Linked DNA regions of Mus musculus: region 2 is linked to region 1. A link is a contact called in public promoter capture Hi-C data. All regions are on one chromosome and are shown on one strand. The core of a region is the stretch at or near the end of the contact, and the rest is flanking DNA. Distances in the headings are between cores, read along the strand shown. Region 1 holds the start of Mapk7 (mitogen-activated protein kinase 7). Region 2 has its middle 23 kb from the start of Map2k3.

Region 1 (3,365 bases), core at 702-3,201:
TCCTAGTGACTTCCTGCAGCCTGAGCTTGGGATCCTGAGCTAAACCAGAGCCAGGTCAGAAGCCTGACCATGGCCAACCAGGGCTCAGAAGCCGGAAAGGTGAGTTTTGTACATGTCACGTTGATAGTCTTCATTAGCTCCCCGACCGCCCCCACCCGTATGCTTGGTCTCACTTTTATTTTTGAAACTATAATCTTCTGGGCCAGTTCATTTTCCTGGCTTTTATAAGGTGCAGAACACAGAGGTCCAAGTACTAAAGTGACGTCATTTACTGAGCCAGGGCTGAGAGGTATGGCAGAGTGGTGGAGGGTAGTGGTGGACTGAAGAAGCTATATCCTTCAGTGGTGGGGTTCCAGCCTGTTTCTGCTGTGTGCAAATGCTGGCCTGATGGTGACAAATCTGATTCCATGAGGGGTAACTTCCTATCTGAAGCACAGGCAAATAATCTTCAACTGAGCTGTGTCTACCCTGGAACAGCTCCAAAGAATAAGAATCTTGCATTATCTAGTAAAATACCAGATTCCGTCCTCTTTCAACTCTTCCCCCTTGCAGGCATTTTTTTTCTGCAGATCCCTGTGCCATGCACAGGAACTATCTGCTCAGCAAAAAATACCCAAGACTGCTGGGAACAGAGGAACATTTCAGCCAAAGTCTACCTGAGGGGTCTTAGCTGAACACGCTGAATTTAAGATAAAATCTTCACTAACCTCTAAAGACATCCATTTAAATACTTTCCACCTTCTTTCCCATGCCCCGGTAACACTGAATTGAGACTCTCTGAACATTCTGTCAAAATAGTCATTTAGCCAGGCAGTGAACACCTTTAATCTTAGCGCTCAGGAGGCAGAGGCAGGCAGCTCTCTGTCAATTTGAGGCCAGCCTCTGCCTGTTCAGTGCTGGGACTAAAAGCATGAGCCGGTACATCCAGTTTTTTTAGAAATTTTAATCTAAATCAAAGGCGCAGGTATTAAGTTTGTGAAAATGAATTGATGTGTGAAACTTTCTGCATGTAGTACCAAATGCTGGGCAACACAAACAACCGTGTATGATATCTAAGATCCATTTCTGCTTTAGACTCAACCTTTGGCTTTTGATTGAGAACTCAGTAATAAATGTCAAGGGGACACTCAGACTTTACTGGATTTCATCCCAGTTTCCCTCTCCACACTTTTCTTGTCTCACTGGGAATCCCGAATCTCTTTGGAGATTGGAGACTTAAGCTGCCTACCGAGAACTTTTCTAGCTCTCGAGTTAACAATGCTCACTTTTGCCTCAACCGGACGTCCCAGCCGGATGGAGGAAAAATGGAAGAGGAAAGGGAAAAAGTTGTTGGGTCTGGCCCGGTTCAGAGCGCATGCGCATCCCCGCCAGGTCCTCACTGGCTGGGGGTGGGGGTGGGGGTGTTGGAGTGGTTGGGGGGGTGGGGGAAAACAAGTCAGCGACGCTCTAAAGACTGGGGTCTCTGGTCACTACTCCGGGGTAAGGCGTCCAGAACTTCCGGCGCCGAAAGAGTGCGCAGCAAATTCCCTAGGAAATAAAGCTAACAAGGAAGGAAGAGGAGCCAAAAGGACGGGGTGGGGGTGGGGGGGTGCGGAGCTTGTTGCCTAGGTAACACCCCTCCTCCCTCCCTTATCTCCGCCCTTCGGGCCTGTGGAGCGAGTAGGCTCAGAAGTACAAGAGAACTTGGTGGGGCCTTGCTCGCTTCCCCCCCACCACCCAAGCTCCGGAGGCTGCTAGTACGCATGCGTGAGAGCATGGTGCGGGGCTGCGCGCGCACCCCTGAGGAGCACGCATCACCCCTTGGGCGGCTCCCGCCCGGAGTGGGACAGCTGGGCGCGCGCGCGCGCGCGCGTGATTGACAAGGGCGCGGTTTTCCCGTCCGGTAAGTTTTGATTGGACAGAGTAAAATAAAGGGGTGGGAACCTCCACGGAGGCCGCTCAACGATTGGCTGGGAGCTGGAGGAGCGTGGTCCCGGGGCGGCCGGTGGGGTGGTCTGCTTCGGCGCACGCGAGGCTTTGGTGGTGGCCGCGGTTCTTGTTAAGTGAGCGAGCCCGGGGGAACACTCATCACTGGGTTGGCAAGACTCAGGAATCCCAAATTCCCGAGGAGGCGTGGCGGCGGGGTGCCGGCCGGTCGGTGAGTGCGATCCCGGGAGTCCCAGCGCCCCGCCCCTCCCTTTCTTCCGGGGCCGCGCCGCGCCCCCCTGGATCCTGGGCCGTGGGGTTCTCTGTGCCAGCGGTCCCCTCTCGCCTGCTGCACAGGTCCTGCCTCCAAACCCACAGAGGCGGAACTGAGAGGCCCTCAGGACGATCTTCTCATCAGCGCTTCGTACAGACCATGGCCGAACCGCTGAAGGAGGAGGACGGCGAAGATGGCTCTGGGGAGCCCCCTGGGAGGGTGAAGGCAGAACCCGTTCACACCGCTGCCTCTGTGGTGGCCAAGAACCTGGCCCTGCTCAAAGCCCGCTCCTTCGACGTGACCTTTGACGTGGGGGACGAGTACGAGATCATCGAGACCATAGGCAATGGGGCCTACGGGGTGGTGTCTTCGGCGCGCCGCCGCCTCACGGGTGAGCTGGCTTCCTGAGGCTCAGCATGTGTGGACTGCTTTCCAGAGGCGGTGAGGAACCCGCACGGTCCCAGGAGGATCAGCTGCGCCGGGGATTCTGGTTCCACTCACGCTTACGGACTAGGTGCCAGCTCCCCGTTAGGTACCCTTCTCAGGAACCCCTGCTTCTCCCAGTCAGCCTACTTTCTCCTTAGGAAAAGGATATTCCCTGTAAGCCAGAATAGAGAGATGCTCTTTGGTGTCCAAAAGAGATATGTTCTAGAGCCAGAGATTGGCACGATGGAGTGGTGGAAGAATGGGGAGGATCTGGGATGGACTGACTATGTGAGGAGGGAGGGAGGGAGGATCAGTTAGTACAGTCACAACCACTGCTAACTAGCCGCGCCTCCTCTCTATGTGAGCTATTAGCAGCCGTTTCACGAGGCAGTTGCGAAATTAAAATTTGATATATGTTACACACAGGGCCCTGCACACAGTAGGTACTTACTGCTATCTGGGCTCCAGAAGAGCAGTGCTGGAAGGGACCTGCAGCTAACTTGAAGGTACTCTCTGGTATATGCCCTTTTCCTGCTCCCCAGGCCAGCAGGTGGCCATCAAGAAGATACCTAATGCTTTTGATGTGGTGACCAATGCCAAACGGACCCTCAGGGAGCTGAAGATCCTCAAACACTTCAAACACGACAATATCATCGCCATCAAGGACATCCTGAAGCCTACTGTGCCCTATGGAGAATTCAGATCTGTGTAAGGAGTGGGCCAGGAGGAGGAGACACAGTCGGGATCAGCTTAGAAGCCC
Region 2 (3,123 bases), core at 362-2,861, 540 kb after region 1:
CCTGGCTTGGTAGGTAACCCAGTTGCAATGGCGCAGAGCTTGGGTCATGTGGACATCTGATTTCTGGGTCCTGCCTGGTTCTGCTATCTCAAGTGCCCAGAACCCTTCTGAGCCTCTGTGAGCTTCTGGAATGCCTTATTGCCTGCTGCCCAGAGCTTGAAGCTAGGGGGTACTCTACCAAATGTAAGACTAGTGCAAATGCATACCCTCCCGTGTGCTTCCACGAGCTAGTGAAGCAATGGCTTCACAGGCCAGAGTGTGCACATGGCCCTCATGTTGTGGGCCTTGGGAAGCAGAATGGGGACAGAAGACAAACCAGGACCCTCTAGAAAGGCTGTCTTCATGGAGTGACCTCCCTGGCAGGGGTAGGGGACAGTGTAAAGACAAAGCAGATGCTGGAGTTTCCATGGGTATGAGTGGCTGGGGAGAGTCTTAGGCATCCACTCTTACCTTCCGGCTGGCAGATGGGGCAACCTGGATCCTGCTGCCTAGGTAAAGCCTTGCTCGAAAAATAAAACAGGGAAACTGCTTGAGATAGAAAAGAGGGAGCCAGGCAGCTCTCACAGCTTGGGGGGGGGGGGAGGGGGAGATGCAGGGAGGTGGGGCTAGCAGCCACATAACCAGGTGAAAAAAAGTCTTCTCCTGGCCTAGTAGCCCAGTCCCCAGCACAGAACGGGATTGTCCTGGGTTGCAGGACAACACCATAGGATGTCAGAGTGGGGCTGGCGCCACATAAGGGCTGCCTAGACTTCATAGTTCTGTAGGGACCTTACCTTCATCTAGGTCTTGTGTCCCACATCCTGCCTTCCAGGCCTCACGCAAGCCCTGCCTGACCCAGGCTCAGAGCAATCAGACCCTCCTGGTCCAGTCCCAGAGGCAGAGAAGGAACAGAAATGTTGACAGATAACAACTAAGGGAATGATGTAGATTCTTTGGGGAGGTGGTCTCTGAGCAGACCATCTCAGGGCAAAGTACTGGGGAAGGAGAGAATGACACAAAAATAAAAAGCCAGGCGGCGGGGGTGGTAGCAGGGCCAGCTACGATGGGTAGGTCACCTGGAAGGTAATAGCTATTTTTCTCATTACGGTAACAAAGTGCCTGACAGGATAGTTTAAAGGAGGAGGGTTTAACCTTTGGTCCATTTGAGGGTACAGCTCATCATGGCAGGAAAGGCACAGTGGCCAGAGCTTGAGATGGTGCATCCATGGTCAAGAGGCAACAGGAGACAGACACTGCTACCTCATCTTCCTCTTCATCCAGTCCAGGAAACTGCACCATAGAATGGTGCCACCCGAATTCAGAGTGAGGTCGTCCCACCTCAGGGAGACCAGTCTAGAAACTCCATCACTGTCATGCTTAGAGGTTCGTCTCCTGGGTGAGCCAATGGTCAGCGCTGACTGTTACAGGGAAGTTTTGAGGCAGGAGCTGCAGCACAATTCTGAGGGAGGCAACAATGCTGATATTGAACCAAAGCTGCCAGCCCTGACCTCCAGGAAGGGGTGTCCTGTAAGTGCCACGTGTCCTCCAGAAGCCATTCTAGGACAGGCCTATCTATCTGTAGTGTTTGTGCTGTTTGAGGGCTCTTGTGCAACGCCTGAAACAGAAAGGCCTCTGTGTCCATCAGTCCAGAGACATTAACTCCAAGACTAGAGATGCCTGCTGGTTCCAGCCGCTGCCTGATGGGAAACAGAGACAACGGGTACTCTGTAGGGCCCTGTTAGGTTCCTAATCTCCTGGCCCTGACTCAAGAAGTGTTAATAGGAACAAGAGGGGCCTGCCACTAAGCAAGGAGCCTGGGGTGGGACCTTCGCTGTAGCCATGGGGCCATGCTTTGAAATGTCAATGTGATCTGCACACTGGATGGTGGGCTAAGGTTTCCAAACAGTAAAAGGACCGAAACCACTATTTGCAGCACTATAAAGAGGAATGTGCTGTGAGGCACTAGGCAAATTTCAGCAAAGTGAATTATTAAGTCCTTTGGAGCCCCACGTGGTGGAGAATTGCAAATTGTTATCTGTTCTACAGAGCCTGTCTGGTCAGCCGCGGGACACTCTGTAAAGCGCGCTGCACTCTAGAAGTGGAATGGTTTGCCAGCTACAAAGCCGGCTCCCTCAGCCCTGTGTGAACAGCACTGTACCCTGCAGAATCTACAGAGGCTTGCAGGGCAGGACTAGGTCCAGGCTTTGCCGCCTCCTGGCGGCCAGGGAAAAGGCGATCTGGCCGCAACCTAGACTACTGCAAAGAAGAACCTGCGCATGCGCAAGAAGAAACGCCCGCCCACTTTAGCCTGTGGGTACTCACGGCCAGACATTGGTTCTACCTTTATGTTATTCTTCAACGAAAGTTAACCAAGTCCCTTTAAGGATTGGCAGTTTCCTCTTACAGGAATACAGTAGCAGGGCACATGTGTCCTGATGGCGTTGGGACTGGTGGGCCATTCTTTTAAATCATGCCATCCTGAGACAGGACCCACCAACACAGATCTTGGGGGAAAGAACCAACCTATGTCTAAAGGCGAGAGGCTCCGTGAAACTGTGAACCTGGGAAACTACTGCACAGAGGTGAAGGAAGAGTGGTGACAGAGGCCCCATGGGTTCTGGACTCTCCCAGGCACACCAAGGCCCTGCTGTCAAACTGTGTGGGCTGACTCTCCCCATGGCCCACCTGTGCCTGAAGTTACACTCCAGTCTTCTGACTTGGGCATGAGCACATGAGTCCTTCCTAGCCAGGAGTAACCCTCCAGAGAACTGTGGCTGAGTGCCTGTGTTTGTCAAGCTAGGAGAAGCAGTCACTAGATCCTGATGACCTCATAGAGTAGTGTATGGACACAGGTCCTTTAGGATATTGTCCTGAATCCACCAGTGCCTGAGATGACACATTCCTGCTTACAGGAGAACAGGGGTAACGGGGCCTATGCAAGTCTTCCAGGCAACAGCTCAAGAAGCACAGAGCCATGCTGACCTACCAAGGGCATTTATACCAAGTCGCATCCTCAGAGCCTTCTTGTAGGCATCACTACCTGCCCTCGGCCTCAGCTGGCTCTGACTACGTGTTAGGGAGCTCTCTGGGCACATTCTCTCAGCTTACAGCTGAGATAGCAGTGCAAACAATGTGGAGCCTGCT

What was found. Promoter capture Hi-C pulls out the DNA fragments that hold promoters and counts their contacts.
Region 2: a contact with region 1 is called in a promoter capture Hi-C map of liver, with 2.4 times the contacts expected there. The contact joins the enhancer-like site here to the promoter of Mapk7 in region 1. A contact is called at or near these places in 7 of 39 promoter capture datasets (cranial neural crest, embryonic stem cells, frontonasal cranial neural crest and 3 more), 4 of 484 Hi-C or Micro-C datasets (cerebellum, embryonic stem cells and palatal mesenchyme), 5 of 115 datasets of contacts at active chromatin or transcription factors (bone marrow-derived dendritic cells, bone marrow-derived macrophages, embryonic forebrain and 2 more) and 2 of 9 other capture datasets (embryonic stem cells and liver).

What each region holds. Positions count from the first base shown.
Region 1 is chr11:61,492,852-61,496,216 of GRCm38.p6, reverse strand. Mapk7 (mitogen-activated protein kinase 7) reads left to right here and starts at 1,951. Exons shown (of 7, transcript NM_011841.2): 1 at 1,951-2,137; 2 at 2,263-2,570; 3 at 3,148-3,313. The coding sequence starts at 2,339.
Region 2 is chr11:60,953,074-60,956,196 of GRCm38.p6, reverse strand. No RefSeq gene overlaps it. Among named protein-coding and RNA genes, the nearest start is that of Map2k3, 23 kb to the right of the region's middle. Within about 2 kb of position 1,611, at least 40 of the 459 cell types and tissues checked have an H3K27ac peak or open chromatin away from gene starts, as enhancers often do. A contact at or near this core is called in bone marrow-derived macrophages, liver and palatal mesenchyme, where this site is marked.